Regions from separate parts of the Hordeum vulgare genome. Here region 1 is linked to region 2. The links are chromatin contacts, called in public Hi-C maps. All regions are on one chromosome and are shown on one strand. Each heading gives the region's core, a stretch centred on a gene start, on an enhancer-like site or on the middle of the called end of the contact. The rest is flanking DNA. Distances are from core to core; before and after follow the strand shown.

The links. A called contact is a pair of places that touch in the nucleus more often than the background predicts.
Region 1: a contact with region 2 is called in a Hi-C map of leaf, with 2.5 times the contacts expected there. The contact joins the enhancer-like site here to the promoter of LOC123445391 in region 2. A contact is called at or near these places in 2 of 6 Hi-C or Micro-C datasets (leaf and seedling).

What each region holds. Positions count from the first base shown.
Region 1 is chr3H:587,225,814-587,230,296 of MorexV3_pseudomolecules_assembly, forward strand. LOC123445391 reads left to right here. Exons shown (of 9, transcript XM_045122369.1): 8 at 198-995; 9 at 1,131-1,381. The coding sequence ends at 979. Among protein-coding and RNA genes, the nearest start is that of LOC123442126, 14 kb to the right of the region's middle. Within about 2 kb of position 2,723, at least 2 of the 3 cell types and tissues checked have open chromatin away from gene starts, as enhancers often do. A contact at or near this core is called in leaf, where this site is marked.
Region 2 is chr3H:587,190,527-587,194,538 of MorexV3_pseudomolecules_assembly, forward strand. It overlaps LOC123445391, which reads left to right and starts at 2,496. Exons shown (of 9, transcript XM_045122369.1): 1 at 2,496-2,635; 2 at 2,879-2,937.

The DNA of each region.
Region 1 (4,483 bases), core at 1,473-3,972, 36 kb after region 2:
AAGCAAAAATATTTCAGAACCACCACTGTAATGCACCCTCTTGCCAGTGCTGCAAAACCCCTGTCCAAAGTGAAATCTTAATGATTACATTATCCAAAACCTTTATGACTATCGTTCAAATTATTTTTCTGGAGTTACCTTGTACTAGAGCAATTACCTTTTTTGCACAATAATATTTGTTTGCTATTGGTATACAGATACAGGAAGTAGCAGCTCAGATGACGATGTTGAGCAATCTTGTGATGGTAACGAGGTACTACAAAGATGCTTGAATGGATCATCTGATTCATTGGAGCAAGAAATAGGAAAATGCCAGGAGTTGGCGTATCCAGGTGTAAAACATCCAGCCAATACAAATGGCAGGTGCTGCATGAAAAGTCAAATAGACGGTGAAGAGGAACCACAAAAGTTCATGAATGAAGAGCCTGACGCGTCTCTGGAGGCGATCGATTCAAAAGTGCAACTCGCACCCAATGAAACCGTTGAATGTTGCACGAACAGCCAAGCAGACTGTCCAACGTCTCCTGTGGTCAATTCAGGACAGTCTCCTCAGTTCCTAACCGATGGGCAATCAAGTCCCGTCAGTTTCGAGAAACTCACGACGTCAAGTGAGCCTGACGATTCTCTGGAGGTCACCGATTCAAAAGTGCAACTCGCACCCAATGAAACTGGTGAATGTTGCATGAACAGCCAAGCAGACTGTCCGACGTCTCCTATGGCCAATTCAGGACAGTCTCCTCAGTTCTTTACCAATGAGCAATCAAGTCCCCCCAGTTGTAAGAAACTCAAGACCTCAAGTGAGCATGCATCACTTAAGCCTACTGGCACCGTTAGCGAGACCACAATGAAACTGCAGGAACTAGTAAACAAAATCAGACGGGCACAAAATCTCCTGCAGTCTGTTGACTATGCTCCATCAAGCATAGCGCTGGCACCTTGGAAATTTGAGGAAAATAACCCATGGCCGAAGCGTAACTGAAGTTATGTTTATTCTGGTAATTAATCGTCTTGTTCAGAATTTCCAGTTGCTAGAAGGTAGCTTCTCTATACCATCTGATATTGCTAGTCTCAAATGAATCTTTATTTTGTTTTTGTTTTAATTAGTGCACCAAATTTCTTTTGATGTGCAGTGCCTTTGAAGATATATAGTGGTAGCACAGACCGACTGATCCTGGCTCAGTGGTCCTGTTCGGACAGGTAGTGATACCCGACAATCTATAGATAGGGCTTCAAAAAAGCAACTGGTCATGCCCAGTATTGTAGTTAGCTCCAAGAAAGATCATCTTTCCTTGCATGATCAGGTTAAGACATTAGGAACACTCTAGTTTCTGTTACTGCTCTCTGCAATTAAATTTACCATCAATAGCCAAGAGTTCTGTTATCGGTGGTCTGTTTGAGAATGGACGTGCTCTAACCTTGCATCATCGTTGATGAAGTTGTGTTTTCCTTTTAATGTTTCAATGAGCTTGTCTTGACGAGCACGCGTGTTCAGACTGATTAGGGGCGCCTGTTTTGGATACGCTGACGTACAAGTTGCTAACATACCTATGCCGATGGCTGCCGTTGACATAGGCCTATCCCAATGGTTTTCGTCCTGTGCCGACGGCATAGACAGTTATTTCGGTAGTGCCCGAGACTACGCCGGATTTTTTTTGTTTTGCTGATGAAACCCTGCCAACTAGGACATATTTCAGTGTTTTCTTTCGAGACCACCTATAGGAGAGCCTTGCATATATATTACCTCATGGAAAGAATTTTCCTTCCAAAATTATATAGGTGCATTTCCCCCCTGCACTTGCAGGGCTTGGTATGCAAAATCAATCAATTTACTAAATTATTCTGTTCGAGGTAAAATTTGATATGTCTCATACTCCCTCCGTTCTTAAATACAAGTCATTTTAAAGGTTTTACTAGGGGATTATGTACGGATGTATGTAGGTACATTTAAGAGTGAGATTCACTCATTTTGCTTCGTATGTATTCATTACTGAAATCTCTAAAAAGACTTATATTTAGGAACGGAGGGAGTATAATGTTATCAATTTTGGGATTATATAATGTTGTCTGGTACATGCTATTCTAGCCATTTCAGAGCCAATGATCAGTGAAGGAGACCATATTTGCCCTTGGCTACTACAGAGGATTTGGAAATATTTTGGGCACCACTGAATTTGGTAAGTTAAGTTTATTTTTCCTTTTTACACATGATACACATGTCATATTATTGCACGAAAACGTACATGTGCAAGCTTTTAGCTCGTTTTTTCACTCGCTTTTGCTACTGCTGCTCTTCTGGCTCGGGAAAGAAACTGGCTAACGGATATTTTAATTTTGAAAAATTGCTGAATTAAAAAAAAGTTTAGGGAGTTTATTTTTATTTTACCTTTTTCTGGTTTTGAAAAAAACATGAATTAAAAAATCTACGTGGATTTGACAAATACTCATTAAAAAAAATATTCACAAATTTGGAAATAAATGTTTACAAATTTGATAAATTTTTCATGAATTTAAAAAACTCACCAATTCGAACATGTGCATGGGTTTGGTTTTGAAATTATTTTAAAAATATTAGGAAATTTTTAAATGGGAAAATGACAAGAAAAAAATCCGATTTGTTTTATAAAACACAGAAAAGAGATGAAAAAAGACGGCGTGGAACATTCTGAACCTTGCCGAAATAAGGAGGAAGGTTTGAGGACGAGTACATGGCTGGCCCATTACCGGAATGCATGAAGTTCTGGGCTGAAATGGATTAATGTCTGGCTGGACTAACTAAGAGGGAAGCGCCGGACATTGCTCCCACAAGGAATCGAACTAGGACCATTTAGCTCGAATGAATCTCGCATAACAATTGTAGCGCGCTATTCATTGCACATACATATTAGAAAAATGTAAACTTTTTTCAAAAACATGTGAACAAAACTTGAAAGCACACAGATTTGAAACAAATCATGAATTAGGGAAGTTCATGCACTCAAGAAAATTCATCAATTTTGGAAAAAAGTTCATTGATGTGGAAAAACAATTCATTAATGTTGAAAAACAGTTCATCAATTTTGAAAAAAATTCACGAGTTTTAAAAAGTTCATTGATTTTGAAAAAAGGTTCATAGATTCTTCCAAAATTTAAAAAATTCGAAAAGATATTCATCAATTTTTAAAAATAAAGTTCACCAGTCCAGAAAAAGTTCATCAATTTTGAAAAACTTCATCGATGTTTCCAAAAAAGTTCATCATATTTGAAAAAAGTTCATCGAATTTGAAAAACGTTCATCGAATTTGAAAGCAAGTTAATGGATTTCCAAAAAAAGTATATCAAATCTGAACAAAATTCATCGTATTTGAAAAAAGTTGATCAAATTTGAAAAACATTCACTAAATTTGAAAAAAGTTCATCAAAAATTGAAAAACAATTTATCAACTTTTAGAAAAAGGTTCACAACTTCATAAAAAAAGTTTAGCAAACCAGAACAGGAAAAAATAAAAAAGAAAGAAAAAGTGGAAGTAATTAAAGAACTAGAAAGATAAAAATAGTCACAAAAGGTTGTGTGGCGTAGTGGTTACTGGTTAGGGCATTGCGCTTAGAAACTGGAGGTCAGCGGTTTGACTCACCACTCCATGCCCACTTCTTTTGCTAACATTTTTGGACACCGAAGAAAAAAAAAATACACAATAAACAAAGAAACAGGCCAGCCCATCTAACGCCGGTTAGGGAAATTTTCCTTTAACCAGCGCCAAATTGGGTTTGCGCATTTTTGGACACCGAAGAAAAAAACATACAAAATAAATAGAGAAACGGGCCAGCCCATCTAACGCGCCTGCAGGCGTTCGTTAGGAAAATTTGCCTTTAACCAACGCCTGCAACGGTCATCTGCTTAAAAAAAGAAAAAAAGAAACAAAGAGTTCGGTCAACAACTAGGACCCGTGCTTGCCTCCGCCGTCACTACCACACACAATCTCCCACCAGCCGCCGCCACTCCACGCTCCTAACCAGCGACCATGGCGGAGGCTTCCAATCGCGACCTCCCGGATGAGATCTTCATCTAGGAGATCCTCGTCTGTGTGCCCCCTAAACCCCTCCTCCGTTGTCGCGTCGTTTGCCGCACGTGGCGTAGTGCTACTTCTGCCCGTGGCTTCCTCCTCGCCCACCACGCCCACCAGCTAACCCTCCCCCTCCTCTACTGCTACAAGCTCAGCGACGACGAGGACGAGGTGGAGTGCCTAGACATCATCCCCTTCGATCACCGGACAGGGCTCGCCGCTGCCGAGCAGATCCAGTCCGCCGTGCGACTTGATCAAGCCTTCGACTTCTTTCTGGAGGCCTCCCGTGACGGCCTCGATCCTCGTCATCTCTCGAGGCAGCATACCATTTTTTTGAAAAGAGAGGGGTTTCCCCCCGCTCCATTTTTTTATTAACGTAGCAGCAAAGCAAACCGAGCTACAAGATCAACGTTTACCACCAACTAAAAGAAAACATCCATTCC
Region 2 (4,012 bases), core at 1,246-3,745:
ATCGAGGGACGTGAGGACGTTCCACTACATCAACCGCGTTCTCTAACGCTTCTGCTGTACGATCTACAAGGGTACGTAGATCACTCATCCCCTCTCGTAGATGGACATCACCATGATAGGTCTTCGTGCGCGTAGGAAATTTTTTGTTTCCCATGCGACGTTCCCCAACAGACTGCCCCAGGTAAACTTTTGAAACCTAAGATACCCTATGTACTACTTTGGTCATCATGGGGGTGAGATTGAAGCTTCATTCTTTTTTTGACGTTTGTATGCATGCCTCGCTGTGAAGATCGGGGAGGAAGAAGATAAGAGGAGAGAAAATACCGCTTCGCTTAATGAGATGGGCCAACGGTTAAGTCACACACATGTGTAGTAAAAGCCCAATTGAATTTGAGCCCATGAGTGCGCCTACACTGTTGAGTCTTGACCTTCCCAATTCCACACATTTTTCATGGACGGACGATCTGAAAAATCGATCACGTGAAAAACTATGTTGATCGTCTTGCTTGAGTGGATACTGCTTGGGCATTTTGTTTTATTTGATTGACCCTGATTTTTGTTTCCATGAAAAGTCCACCCCGGGTAACTTGAAATCCTGGATCCGCCACTGACAACAATAACAACAACAACAACAACAATAACAACAACGAAGCCTTTAGTCCCAAACAAGTTGGGGTAGGCTAGAGGTGAAACCCATAAGATCTCGCGACTAACTCATGGTTCTGGCATATGGATAGGAAGCTTCCACGCACCCCTGTCCATGGCTAGTTCTCTAGTGATACTCCAATCTTTCAAATCTCTCTTTACAGACTCTTTTCATGTCAGATTCGGTCTACCACGATCTCTTCTGACATTATCAGGATGCTTTAGTCGTCCACTATGCACTAGATCTTCTCAAGTCCTGCGCTGGATATGCCTACTTTTGGTACGTGGAAATTCCGTGAGTTAACTATCTTTGCAAAAAAATATAAATCATTTTCCCTAAATTTTCGGTGTGCTCATTACATCTTTTCCTAAAGTTGCCATGTGTTTTAGAGAACAAAACCCTAAATTTGCCATGTGTCCATGGCAACTTGTTTAACATTCGCCATCTTTTCTGTTTAAAGAAGAAATTTCCTAAATTTGCCATGTTCCCAATTACAAATTTTCAAAACTTTTCATCTTTCAGAGAACAAAATTCTCAAACTTGACACGTGTCGATGGCAAGTTCCTAAATTTGCCATGTTTTTAAAGAAAGTAATCCCTATCTTTACCATGTGCCCAATTACGAGTTTTCAAAACCTTTCATCTTTTAGAGTACAAAATTTCTAAGACTTGCCATGTTGGCAAGTTCCTAAATTTTCCATCTTTTAAAAAGAACATAATTCCTATATTTGCCATGTACCCGTTACAAATTACCAAAAGTTGCCATTTGTTTTTGACACAACACTTTTTCTTAAAAAAATTCCATGTGCACATTGCAAATTCCTAATTTTTTTTATCCACATTTGCCATGATCTACAAAGGTGTTTTGTCATGATGTTTTGGACCATTGCATTTTTTTGGGACCATGGTAAATTTTCGTTATGGACCATGGCATTTTTTTGGGATCATAGCAAAATTTACCGGACAATCCATGGTATATTGTCTACCATGGAAAATAATTTTACTATGGCAAAATTTATGGACTATTGCAAAATTATATCGGACCATGAAAATAGAAGTTTTATACTATAGCAAATTTATTTGTTGGACCATGGTCGATATTTTATTAATATTATTTTACACCCTCAACAATTTATTAAGTATATCAAGGTAGTTTTTTGTAGGTAACATTGCACTTATATCATCTAAAACACGGCAATTGTTTTATTTAGATCATGAATATTTTATTTTATTAGATCATTGTAGTTTATTTGTAGGCACCATGGCAATTTCATTATGTACATTATGGCATTTTTATTTTTAAACCATGGTAGTATTATTGTATGTAGTATTGGTAATCTTTCTTGTATTAGACCAATGTCAAACTTAATGATAATTCTGTTTGTCTTAAGTCATGAAAAATAGAAAATCGTTGCAATTTTACTAGGTGCTTGCGTATACTTTTTTTTAACATAGACCATGCAAATTTTGCTAGTTGTACTCAATCATGGCATTTTTCTTTTTGTATGTATGTTTTTGTGTGGTAGTTTAACAAGTAGTATAACATTGCAATTTTATCAGCTAATATATTTTCTTACCTATTTTTAGACATATAGATTCCTAGATTTTGGTGGCAATTTTATTGTAAATATTTTTCTCAGTTTATTAAGTTGGTTTTCTGCATTTGTTTTCTTGGTTTCTACCCGGATGGTCTTTTCCTTTGTCCCTCGTGCTTACATTTTATAAGGGTCGCCTGGTGTTGCTACAAAGGCCCAAAAGGAAAAGCATCCAGGGCTGCTCTTGCCTAGCCCGATTAGGCGAGGGGCCCATTAGGTGAGAGTTCGACAGTCGACACCGCTGCAACGGCGGAACCCTTTGTCGACCCTGCCCCTCTCGCCGAACGGCTCTTCCGCCGACCGATTCTCTCGCGGAGCCCAGGTGCGCCGCCGCCCGCTCCTCCAGGAGGCGGCGCTTGGTGTCTTCCGCCGGTCGATTCTCCCGCGGAGTTCAGGTGCGCCGCCTCCCCATTCCCCTCCTCCGCCCCTTCCCCATCTCCCCCCACCCCCCACCCCGCGCCGCCTCCTCTGCAAAAAATAAATAAATCCCCAATGTCTTTTTATTCACCGGCAAAAAGAATCCCCATCGATGGCGCATTGACCTGGCCAGTCCCCAAAAGTTCTTTGTTTCAAAGGTTGGTTCCGTGTTGCCAGTAGTTCCCGACTCAATCCGTTTTGTTTTTTGTGCATAATCTCAGGTTTTTTCAAGATACGTGGGCTTGGGACGGGCCGGGAACAGCAAGAAATTCAGATTCAGGTAAATACAGCAGTCATTGCCACACCAAAGTTTTCCGGTGGTCAGCATTGGTGGTATTGTTTCATGATGAGATTTATGCGCTGCTCTATGCACATTCCCGTGGTTAAGTCGAGGGCCTTGTTGCATATGTCACATATCATTCAGCAGTATCTGTACTGTAAGGGAAATCCTGTTAAAAGAAGTCCCAATAGATGTCCTTGTTATCGTACATGAAGGGGGCGACGACAGGGGGAGGCCTGGCATCTCTTGATTATGGTGGTTTCAAAGTACATTTCACTGAAACGCGTCTGCTTATAGGATAGCACAAAATCGTGGTAAAGAAGAAGTAAACTTGATAGCCTATGACCCAATCCCATTTTGCAATTCACCTATCAAAGCTCATCTTTCACTAATTTTCCATCTCCACTGAACCTAGGCAAGCTGACAATATTTTCCTGATCAAAATTCCCTAACCCCAATTTGCTTTGGTCTCTCTTGCTAACTAAGCTTTAGGTGACTATTAGGTAAAGATGTAACTAATTGGATGGACATATCATACAATCTATAGATAATAATTAATGGAATGGAGACAAAGTGTAAAAAAAGAACCATAGTCAAAATAATCTGCCTATTTTTACATGATAGACAATTTAGGAACTTAGGATCAACTGTTTGCCCTTGCTTGTAGTATTGCAATCGTAGTAGTAGGATCATGATGCTGCAAATTCCTTTTATGGTCCTCACAGGCCACCCAACGCTTGTGTTTCAATCTTTGTTTTACCTCTGCCTACTTTTTTTGTGAGTACCCTCAATTTGCATCTATCTATATATTAAAGGTATAGAGGGGTTACAACTACAAGAAGATATTCAAAGGTGCCAGATATAGCCACACCACCACCGCAACTAAGGCTAAGGAATGATTCTTGCTTGACTACCATTGCCTACCAACTTTCTCTGTCGGCAGATCTTTGATCTAGTTAATTACATGTGTTGCTGACATGAATTTCTTCTTGAAAACAAATTTCTTTCTTTCTAGTCAAATGGATTGCATGGTGCAGTGGCCGCTTGAAACCACTCCTAATCCCAATGGTTTTTC